Linked DNA regions of Mus musculus: region 1 is linked to region 2. A link is a contact called in public promoter capture Hi-C data. All regions are on one chromosome and are shown on one strand. Each heading gives the region's core, a stretch centred on a gene start, on an enhancer-like site or on the middle of the called end of the contact. The rest is flanking DNA. Distances are from core to core; before and after follow the strand shown. Region 1 holds the start of S100a13 (S100 calcium binding protein A13). Region 2 holds the start of Pear1 (platelet endothelial aggregation receptor 1).

Region 1 (5,049 bases), core at 994-3,493, 2.7 Mb before region 2:
TTAGAGTCAGTAAGTTAAACCCCTCCACACACATATCTGTGGAATGATTCCCTTACTAAGGGGATACCACAGGGAGTAGAAAGTAGTCATAGGTGTTCCTTACAGGCCTGAGTATACCAAAAGTATAGCTCACTATACCTTTATGTATTGTTTGTTGAGAAAGAGTCTCCCTAACCTGGCTTCAAAACCTGATCCTTCTGCCTCAACTTCCTGAGTGCTGGGATCACAGGCGTACGACATGCACCACCATGCCTGGCTTATAGTTTTATTTTTGTTAAGCCTCCTTTCAGTTTTTACTGTCTGTAAATCTTCGAGAATTCAAGTCTGGGTCCAGTTTTATGTTGAGAAAATGAGACCAGAGAGACATAGGCAGGACTTAACAGCATTGTTCAACAGAAGCACAGAGCCCAACAACAGCCTGTTCCCAACTGCAACAACACAGAATGTTTGCTCATACACACACACACACACACACACACACACACACACCACCTACCTGAGGCACCTACCTCACAGAACCACCTAAACATGCAGTCACTCACACTGTTTTCTGTCACATTACCTGTTCAGTGTCATCACCTGGCGTGCATAGAAAATCTTAGACCTAGAGCCCAGACCTAGAGCCCTCTACCAACCTTGAGCAAATGAGGCAGTTGCTGAGTGGCCAGTTCCTTAAATTCATTGATGTTCAGGCTGCCTTTGCGTCCTTCCCGCCCTGCAAAGGTGAAGAAAGTAGAGACCACAGTCTCAATGGCCGCCTCCAGTTCAGTCAGAGTCTCTGCTGCCATCAGTATACCAAAGCAGGAGCTGATGTCCACACAGATTGACCTGACAGGAAAGAAACAGACCAGGGGAATCAAGGATCCAAGAATGGGTGAAGTGGCTGCCTGGAAGGGTAATGACAATACTGTCTGTTCCAACAGTATTGCAGTTGAGGTTCGCATCAGAAATCATCTCTATCTGAGTGCCCTTTTGGAGTGTCTGTCTTAGGGATGGCTCTGTAGTGATCCTTCCATGGGACAACCACTCTATCTGTGACAGTCTTCCTTTGGAGTCCTCTGAATGTGCTAACATCCCATGTAGGGGCTCTGTTCTAATGGTCCTTTCTCTCTGTCACTCCCTGCCTGAAGGTCAGGAGGTTGTTTGTCTCCAATGTTGATTTGTATTGAGACTGGAGTCTCCACCCTCCCCACATCCTGGCTAAGGCTCCTAGTAGAGAAGCCTAGAGCTGGCAAAGGCCCAATTGAGGTCAGGGCTGGCTCAATTGGGCCAGATCCATCTTCTCTGCCCCATACCCTCCCTACCTCTGGCTATGGAGGTCAGAGTCTGCTCAGCACAAGAACCCACCGACCTTCCCTGCTACTGTCCATGACTGACAAGATCTAGAAAGGGACTCTTCAAACTCCTCACATCCACAACCCACAAAGTGTTTGGCCTGGACACCAGGGCCTTCGGGGGTCCAGGAAGGGAAGAAACATGCCCACTCGTCCCCTCATTTCTGTCTGTCCACCCACCCACATACTCCTCCGGGGACCGTTGCCTGCTCTCCTAAAGTCACTTCCTGAATCTCTGCCTGAACCCGCTTGGAAGGAGGGACCCGGGAGCTGATAAAGAAAGGAAGGTCTCCAGGTTCTCTGCAGTCAGGAAAAGTAACTCACCGGGAAAGAAGGTGGGATGCAGCTAACCGATCTGGAGCCCTGAGGCTGAAGTTTATAAGCACCAGGCAAGGCGAGAGCCACTCCCAAGTCTGAAGTGTCAAGTTTCCGCCTCCGCTGAGGGGACCGCCCCTGCTGTCACTAGCCATCCCAACACAGCGCCACGCGACTGGGACACAGCCTGATCAGGAAGGACCACAGGGTCTCATCCCTCCCAATTATGAGGGCTACTTGGGAGTCTGTGTTAGAGGGACTGCTACTGCTGCTTGAAAAAGATTAAAAAGAAAAGCAAACAAAATATACTTGGGGGATTCAGCACTGAAAAATCCCCTTCTGAGAAGGCAAAGAGATCCAAAGGCACTCGGAGAGCCCCAGACTAAGGGTCCCATAGTGGAACTCCTATTGAAATTCTTCACTGAGTTCCGAGACAGAAGCCCCTGTCGGAGGCGCACAGGCTAAGCACTCCTGGGCAGAATCCTTCCCTTTCCCTGCTCAGCCCGCACCGCAGCACCCAGCACCATAGCACCCTTCCCTCGACCTCCTTCCCTTCCACCTACTTCCCGCTAGGCTCAGGGAGGTGGTGCAAGCAAGAACGGAAAGAAACACAGGACAGCCCCTTCCCTCCTGGGAGACAGAGGGCGCCTCTGTCCACTCCTGGCCCTTAGCCCTTTGGGTGTCGTTTGTGAAGGGGTGGAGCCGTTGGGGAGGAGGTCGGTAGGGAAAGACGACTAAAAGACAGGTCTCCTCACACCGGTCCAGTGGCCACATTTGCAGCGTGCCCTTCTGTCGAGAATCTGTTCCGACGTCAGGCCGAGGCCAACCGTGAGTATCCTACCCTGCTTAGGATAGGTCTCTCTGGCTTAGCCAGCCTGGAAGAAAGGGAACTTCAGAAGGACCCCAAGAGCCCTGGAAAAGGATACTGTGGTGTCCGGGAGGAGTCGGTCAAGGGAAAGAGCAGTTCGGGAACTAGGGATGATGAAGTTTGGAAAGTAGTGAGAGGAGGTGAGTGAAGGTCAGAGAGCTGGGAGCGTGTGGTGAATGAGGGCGCCACCCAGCTTCCAGGCTACCAGGTCTTCCTACACAGAATCCTGTGTCTCCTGCCAGGGACGCCAGTCTCTAGGTGTGGGCAGGGAGGAGATACAGCCCTGCTCCTTCAGGGTAAGAATAAGAAAAGCTGTCCCTGCCCCTTCTCCACCCTCACTCTCTGCCTTCTCAAGAGCCAGGGAAGGCTCCTAGCAGTGGAGCTTACGTCATGTGGTATCTTTCTTAAAGAAGGGGGTCTGTGGCGGTGTGCACTGTCCCATCTCTGCCTCACAGACCTCCTCTCTAGCCCTTCTTTCTCAGCCTTGACCCCCTCTCCTCTCTCCCCTAATTTTTCCCTCTTTGTTTCCCACTGCTCCAAGCCCAGATCCTCCCCTACATAAAATTCCAAGCTGCTAGAGGGTTCCAGGCAACCTCCAGATGCCCCTCATAGATGAGAATGGTAACCGAGCCGCCCAAATTCCTCCCTTGAGCACCCTCTTATCCCTTTGATCAGCCTGGCTTGAATTCTCTCTCCCACTGTCTCTGTAACAACTGCTTCTTGTGACTGGAGTTCAGGTGACAGTCACAAGGGCTCCACTGAAGAGCTGGCATGTCATCTAATCAGGACCCATTGTCCAGAATACTCAGTGGTGAAGAAGGATGAGGACACCTGAGCTGAGACACATGAGCAACCCCTGAGGCTGTGGAAGGCATGACCCTCCCAGGGCCGAAAGATCGAGCCCCCCACCCCACCCCAGTTTAGTAGTCTCTTCTCAATAGACTTCTCCATTCTCCCACTCTCGCCCAGCCCTTGAGCTCAAATGACCTCATACATTCAGCCCTTTATCAAACACAAACCAGCCCTAGCCTGCTCCCACTGGAGCTACCGAACCAACGCTGGCCCGTGGCAGCAATGGACAGCATCAGGAAGAACACCTACAAAGCTCGTCTCCAAGGAAAAGCCTCAGACATCTCTTCTCCCTTCCTTCTACCTACCTGATGGAAAGGGATGATTTTGCAGAGAAAAGGACTAGAACAGGCAGTCATGTTAAGAATACCGCCATACCGCCCCCCCCACCCCCGTCCCCCAAAGAAGCCAAAATGGCATGCTGAAGAGAGAGGGGGAACTCAGACCAGTAATCTCAGCACACAGAGACACGACTGCCCAGAAGCTAAGGATCTGCTTGAGCTAATTCCAGGACAGCACAGGCTACAGAGTGTGACCCTGCTATAAATAAATAAATCCCAAGCACAAAAAGATGGAGATGTAGCCAAAGGGACCTGGGCTGAATCCTCGGTATCTTAAGAGGAAGAGCCATGCTTGCTGACAGGAAGCTTGGGAACAGTAAGACACCTCTTCCTCACTGACCCCCCATCAGCTCACCAAAGGTATCAGACTTCTTCCTGGGGTAGGCAGAGGAGATCGTAGCCCACTTAGTAGCAACAACAAAGCTTAACTGTGACAGGCCTGGAAGGTAAAACTAGAGCTCGAAGCCTGCCTGGTCCTGTGTCCACCCATGTCTCCCCTCCCGCTCCCCAGCCTTGAGTCAGCCACTGCAGATGTCTTTTGCAGGCTTCTGAAGACAGTCCAGTTCCTATTGCTTCATCTCCATGCCTATCCCTGACTCCCTCTGACGGGGAAATGATAGAGGGACCCAAAACGCTGGACCAGATTTAGTGCTAGGGTTTCTCCTACACTGCAAAATCTGAATGAAAGATAAAGTACAATGAGGTTCATCTCGCAGCTATTTGAGCGAATCCAGGGCCAGGGCTGAAGATTTCCCTTACCCAGACCACAGATGTCCTGAATCTGGTTTATAATTCACTTCCATCTTTGTGGGAATGGGTAGGTGTGCTGCTGAAATGGGCTCTGAGCTGGAGAGTGCCATGGAGACCCTCATCAATGTGTTCCATGCCCATTCGGGCAAGGAAGGGGACAAATATAAGCTGAGCAAGAAAGAACTGAAAGACCTGCTACAAACTGAACTTTCTGGCTTCCTGGATGTAAGCACAGGATTGAGGTACAGGGTGGAGGAAGGGGATGTAGCCCCAGCTGGCATGGAACTTGCTATGTAGATCAGGCTGGCCTTGAACTCAAATAGACCTACCTGCTTCTCTCCCCCACTGAGTGCTAGGATTAAAGGCATCGCTGTGCCCTAAAATGATTTTGTGTGTGAATTTTTAATTAAATGAAAGAAAGTCTGTAAGGTTCCCAGCTTGTCACAATGTAGACAATCATGTATGACAACAGATGTAACTATTAACTCTGCTTAGTTCTATAGGTCACCAGTTTTTGGTTTTTTTTTTTTAAGATTTATTTATTTATTACATGTAAGTACACTGTAGCTGTCTTTAGACACATCAGAAAAAG
Region 2 (5,452 bases), core at 1,684-4,183:
TTTACTGTGACCTAAGAGGTTCTTGCAAGATTTGGCTCTGATACCCCTGTCTTTAATACCCACCATCACCACACGCATTACATGCCGTAAACTACTCTGTGCAAGGGGTTGTCATTGGTGTGTGTGTGTGTACATGAATGAACGCATGCTACTGTCAGTGTGAGTGCACATGGGGAGGTCAGAGGACAGCTCCAGGTGTCACAGTCCTTAGCATCCATCCTGCCAGATAGAGGACCGAGAGGTCTGGAGTAACAGATGGGGGTGGGGAGAGGTGCAGGTGTTCAACCCGCCCATGTATGTATGTACATGCATATATACACATACACATATATAATGACTTGTATATAATGAATTATATAGTATGTAATGAATTTTATATAATTATTTTATTATGAATACATTACACATATATTCACTTACATGACGAATTTTAGTCACGTTTCCCTCCCTATTTCCCTCCTTCATCTCCCTCCCTCCCTCCCTCTCCTATCAGCACTCTTCTTCCTGAAGGAAGCAGTCCCTCTCGACTGACATGTCTTCCTGTTCATGGCCCACTGCATTTAGTTAATTATTTGCCTGCGTGTGGGTGAGAGGTTACTCAGTGGAGCAAGGGTAGCTTAGCAATGTTTACACCACAGTCCACTGTCCCCTTAGGAGGAGCAGGACCCCAGGAAATGCTGAGTTCACGTGTCCAGAGACATCTTTTTGCTGTGGACTCTTTCTGCCTTCCCCCTGCAGTGGTCTCTCAGCCTTGGAGGGGATGCTATAGCTGTCCCAGTTGGGATGATACGTCACCATTACTAATTCTCTGCACTTTGGTTACATGTTTCTGCGTTCACCCATGCCTGCTGCTATATGAAGCTTCCCTGAGCTATTCTCTGGGAATTCTGGGTGTGGACCTGGCCAGTGTTCATCCTCACGGATGATATTAAATAAAGATTGCTTTAACTGAGGGACAGGAAAAGGCTCATGGATGATATTAAATAAAGGTTGCTTTAGCTGAGGGACAGGAAAAGGAAGAGGAGGAGGAGGAGGCAGAGGAGAAAGAGGTAGCAGCTTTTCTGATGAAGGCTGGAGGAATCGCTAATATTGTAATAATGTGGCTATTTAGAAGGCAATCTGATGTGACTGTTTAGCAAAACAGTAGAAGAAACTATTTCTGGGACTCAAGTGTTAAACTTTCTTAGCAGGAATGGGATGTGGGCCGTAGGGCAGAATGCAATCCCAGAAAAAAAAAAGAACATGGAGCAGAACATCTGAGCACAAGTGGAGCCACACATATGTCTCACTTTCTTTCTGCACCTCAGTTGCCCTCATTGGTCATTTAAATGAGAAAGATCAGGTAATTTCCAAGGCTTCAAAAATGATGGGTCTTATGCCGCCTGACCTTGCGTTGGTTTTTACTGCCCTCTGCTGGACATTTTATGGTACCGCAGTCCAACTTCGTATTTCCTTCTCTGAAACACTGTTGCCATCCACTGCACCTGAGCTCTGCCCAGTTTATCATCAGAACAACTGTTAAACAGCATTGCCTGTCTCTCACCTGGATTATAATAATAATAATATTAGTAATTATTATATATCAGTATTATACACAATATTAGTAAGTATTATACACAAACAGCTTGGAACCACAATATCCAAGAATCAGGAATTGTCAGGACACAGCAATCCTGTTCTTGAATAGCCCAGTGCTGTCACCTGCTGTAGTAGAGAACACCCAACGGCCCAGAAACTTTATGGTGAGGGGAAGAAGATGGACATACGTGAGTACATACTCTATGATGACATTTACACGGATATTCTAGAAATATAAACTACAGAAAGCAAATCAAAACTTTCGTGGGGTTTGGGCTAGGGGTGAGGACGGAATCTGCGTCCTTACTGTAGCCTAGAGTAGGTACACTGGGGGAGATGGACTTTAAAACATTAGATTGACTTCTGTTGCAGGGGAGGGAATATGTACCATGCTATGGCACTGTTGTGGGCATAGATGACAAGTTTTGGGATTTGATTCTCACCTTCTACCATGTGGGTCCCTGGGTTCAACCTCAGGTCATCAGGCTTGGTGGCAAGCGCGTTACACCCCCTCGACCCCTCCCTGAGCCATCTCTCCATCCCCAGAGAGGGACATTTTAAACCACACTTTTATTGGGATGAACACATTTGTCTAAGCCAATGAAACAGCATGCTAAGTAGAATAAGCTAGATGTGGAAGGTCGGAGGCCGGAGCTGAGGTACATATAGCCTAACTTCACGATGGCTACCAGGGCCAGGGGATGCAGACTGAGTTTCAGTTTGGGATGAGGAGAAAGCTCTGGAAATTGACAGTAGCAAAGGTTTCGTATATGTGAAATACTTTATGCCACCGAACTGTATACTTAACATTTGTTGAAAGGATGTGTTTTATATTGTGTATGTTTTGCCACGATAAAGTTTTGGAACATTATTCATCAAGCCAAGTGGGCTTATTTTTATTATATGTCAATCACTCTTAAATAAAGGTGTCCCTGCTGTTTAGAATTCAACCTAGGGCCTGCAGCATAAGCCACACTCCCCCAGGCCCAAGTTGTCTTTGTTCTGAGACCTGACTGTGGTAGGTCGCTGAGTTCTTCGGAGCAAGCTGATGAGCAAGATCTGCTTTCTTTATGTAGCAGAATCCTGCTTCAACTCTTGCAAAGGTCCCAAAGATCTGACCGCGCAGGCAGGGTGCCCCTCCCCTGAAGGCCGCCAGGGGGCGCCGCCGGGCAGGAAAGAGGGGCGTCGGGTGGACCGCGACGCCGGGAGCCGGGGCTGTCAGGTTGGGCGGCTCTCCCCGTCCACTTCGCAGACAGGCGTGCGGAGGGCTGACCCCACCCGGCCGGGCTCCAGCCTCCCCGCGCGGACTTCCTGCCTGGGCGCGGGCGGAGGCCCACCCCCTTCCTGCCCGCGCAGCCAGCTCTGTCGGCCAGCAGGACCCGTCGGTACAACACGCCGCTCTGAGCTCCGAGCTCCGAGCCCCGAGGCAGGTGAGTGACCTGCCCTGGGCTCTGGAGCCCGAGACCGCTGGGCTGAAACCTGAAGAGAGGAAAGGAGGAGATGGAGTGGGGACTCCTGTGTGTGTGTGTGTGTGTGTTCCGTCTAAGTGGAAAGAGAAGAGAAAGGAGAAAGGAGAGAGTTAGGGGAAGAGAAGAAAGTGAGATCTAAGTAGAGAAAGCCGCCTAAGTGAAAAGAGAGAGAGAGAGGAGAGAAAGAAGAGAGCGAGCAGAGAGGGAGAGGGAGACCTAACTAAGTAGAAAAAGAAAGCTGCGTAGCTCTGAGGATAAGGAGCTAGGATGGGGACCAGCCTGGGAGAGCTCTCTTCTCGCCCTGAGGAAGGCAGCCTGCAAGTCTCCTGGATTCCAGTGTGCTGTTTGCTAGTGTAGAACCATGGTGGTGGTACCGAAGCCCTGAAAAGCAACCCTAAACCTTGTCTTCCCTCTATCCCCCAATTTCTTCTTTCTGGGAGGACCAACAAAACACAGTTGCCTGCCTGTCTCCTCCTATGTCTCGCGGAGAAAGACCCTGTTTAGTGTTCATAGTGTTGCCCCCTACCCCTGCCCAGGGAAGAGATTGGATTTGCGTGTCCTTTCCCATCTTGTAGGGGAGAGGTCAGCCATAGGCACCTACAGTCTCTGAGGCTTGTTTATTGTTGTTTTTTTGTTTGTTTTTCTTTTTCCTGGATGATGTGGGCCCATAGCCAGGCTGATAGTGTGAGCCCTGGGGCCCGGGAACCCAAGCTCCATCCAGCAAGGCCTCCCTCACTTCGCATCCCTGTTTCCAGCCTCTAGCCACGGACTCGTGACTCCTTGTTTTGGACTTTTAGTAGAGCCTGCTGCCCCAGCTGGGGACGGTGACCCCTGGTCCCCGGAGACTGGAACAGCGTGTGCTGGTTGAAGTTCCCAGGCTCAGCCAGGCCTTAGCTCTAGGCAGGGCCGGATAAGGGGTCAGTTCTCAACCCCTGCCTATGCTAGGCCTAGGGGGTTGGAGGCTGTTCTCCAAACCCAACTCCAGCCCACAGTACAGTGCCCTACCTCTGGCTGTGTGTGCATGGGTGAGATGGGTGTGGGCTGGCCTCCCACCTGCCAGCCTACCCTGCTTGGCTGCTCTTCCAAAACCTGCCCCCTCCCTGGCTTGCCTTTTTCTTCTCAGTGAAGGGTGAAGTGGGAGGGTTGGCTTCTGCTTCTCCACTCCATTCCAACATGCCCTATCAGACAACCCAGAAGAGGAAACCCTCCCCAGGCAGCCTGCTCCACCAGCGAGAAACCCAGAGAAAGATAGTTGCCACAGCCACTGTATGTGGCTTCTCTGAGGAAACTCCAGCTTGGAACAGGATGATGGCTCCTGGTACCTGCCCTGTGGGGCAGCCAGCGTGTGGGGTGGGGTGGGGGGAGCTAGCAGAAAGGCAGGAGGAGAGAGGATGGACAGACATAAACACAGACGCAGGCCAATGCAGACACACAGACTTGGCAAAACAAGGCCTGGGGAGAGAACTGTGCATATGGAGCTTGAGAACAAAGATGCCAGGTCGAGGAGAGGCCATGAGGGTGGAAGGAAGGGCACACAGAGTCTGCCTGAGGCCTGGTCTGAACCCCTGCTGTGCTGTAGCTTGTATGAAGAATGGCAAAATACCCACCTAGGGCAAAATACCCACCTAGTGGTGTAATCGCTAAGAGGAGGAAAAGGCTAGCCCTCCCTGTGTTTCCCTCATGTTACACACCTGCATGTCGCCTGAGAGTGACCTGCAAGCAGGACCGTGAGTGTGGGCACCTCTCCCTTCCTGTGGTTGCATCTGGGACTCAGTCCCTGTGTTTGGGAGGATTTGTGGACCATGATGGGCACTGTCCCAGGCCCGAGGGGGCAGGATGAGGACTCACATCTGCTCCACACCTGCTTCCTGCTAGGTGACTCGGAGCCTTGCATGTCTGTCCTCCGTTCAGACCGCTGTAAGAACTGGCCCCTTATCCCAGTCACCAGCTGGGAAGGTGGAGGGCGATCCTGAGGAGGTCCTGATCCAGGCCAGCATGACAGGTGGAGAGCCATCTTTCAGTTTGTGCTTAGTCTTTCTGCATTCCGCCTTTTTTCTTTTTCTTTCTTTCTTTTTTAAGATTTATTTATTTTATGTGAGTACACTGTCACTGTCTTCAGACACACCAGAAAAGGGCATCAGATCCCATAACAGATGGTTGTGAGCCACCATGCGGTTGCTGGGAATTGAACTCAGAACCTCTGGAAGAGCAAGCAGTCAGTGCTCTTAACCACGGAGCCATCTCTCCAGCCCTCCACCTTTGTTTTTACCAGTCACTCTGCACTGTGTCTGGGGCTTTGGGAGGTCTGATGGGGAGCAGAAGAAAGGACCACAGCCATTACACTCAGTTCAGTGTGTCCACCTGTCCCTGCCACACAGCTGCTGTGGGTGCTGGCTGGTACCAGA

What was found. Capture Hi-C pulls out chosen DNA fragments and counts their contacts.
Region 1: a promoter capture Hi-C map of liver shows a contact between it and region 2. The contact joins the promoter of S100a13 here to the promoter of Pear1 in region 2. A contact is called at or near these places in 2 of 9 other capture datasets (adipose tissue and liver).

What each region holds. Positions count from the first base shown.
Region 1 is chr3:90,511,629-90,516,677 of GRCm38.p6, reverse strand. It overlaps S100a13 (S100 calcium binding protein A13), which reads right to left and starts at 2,243. Exons shown (of 4, transcript NM_009113.5): 1 at 2,213-2,243; 2 at 1,659-1,920; 3 at 636-828. The coding sequence starts at 788. It overlaps S100a1 (S100 calcium binding protein A1), which reads left to right and starts at 2,348. Exons shown (of 3, transcript NM_011309.3): 1 at 2,348-2,477; 2 at 4,529-4,682. The coding sequence starts at 4,542.
Region 2 is chr3:87,766,434-87,771,885 of GRCm38.p6, reverse strand. It overlaps Pear1 (platelet endothelial aggregation receptor 1), which reads left to right and starts at 2,933. Exons shown (of 25, transcript NM_152799.2): 1 at 2,933-3,008.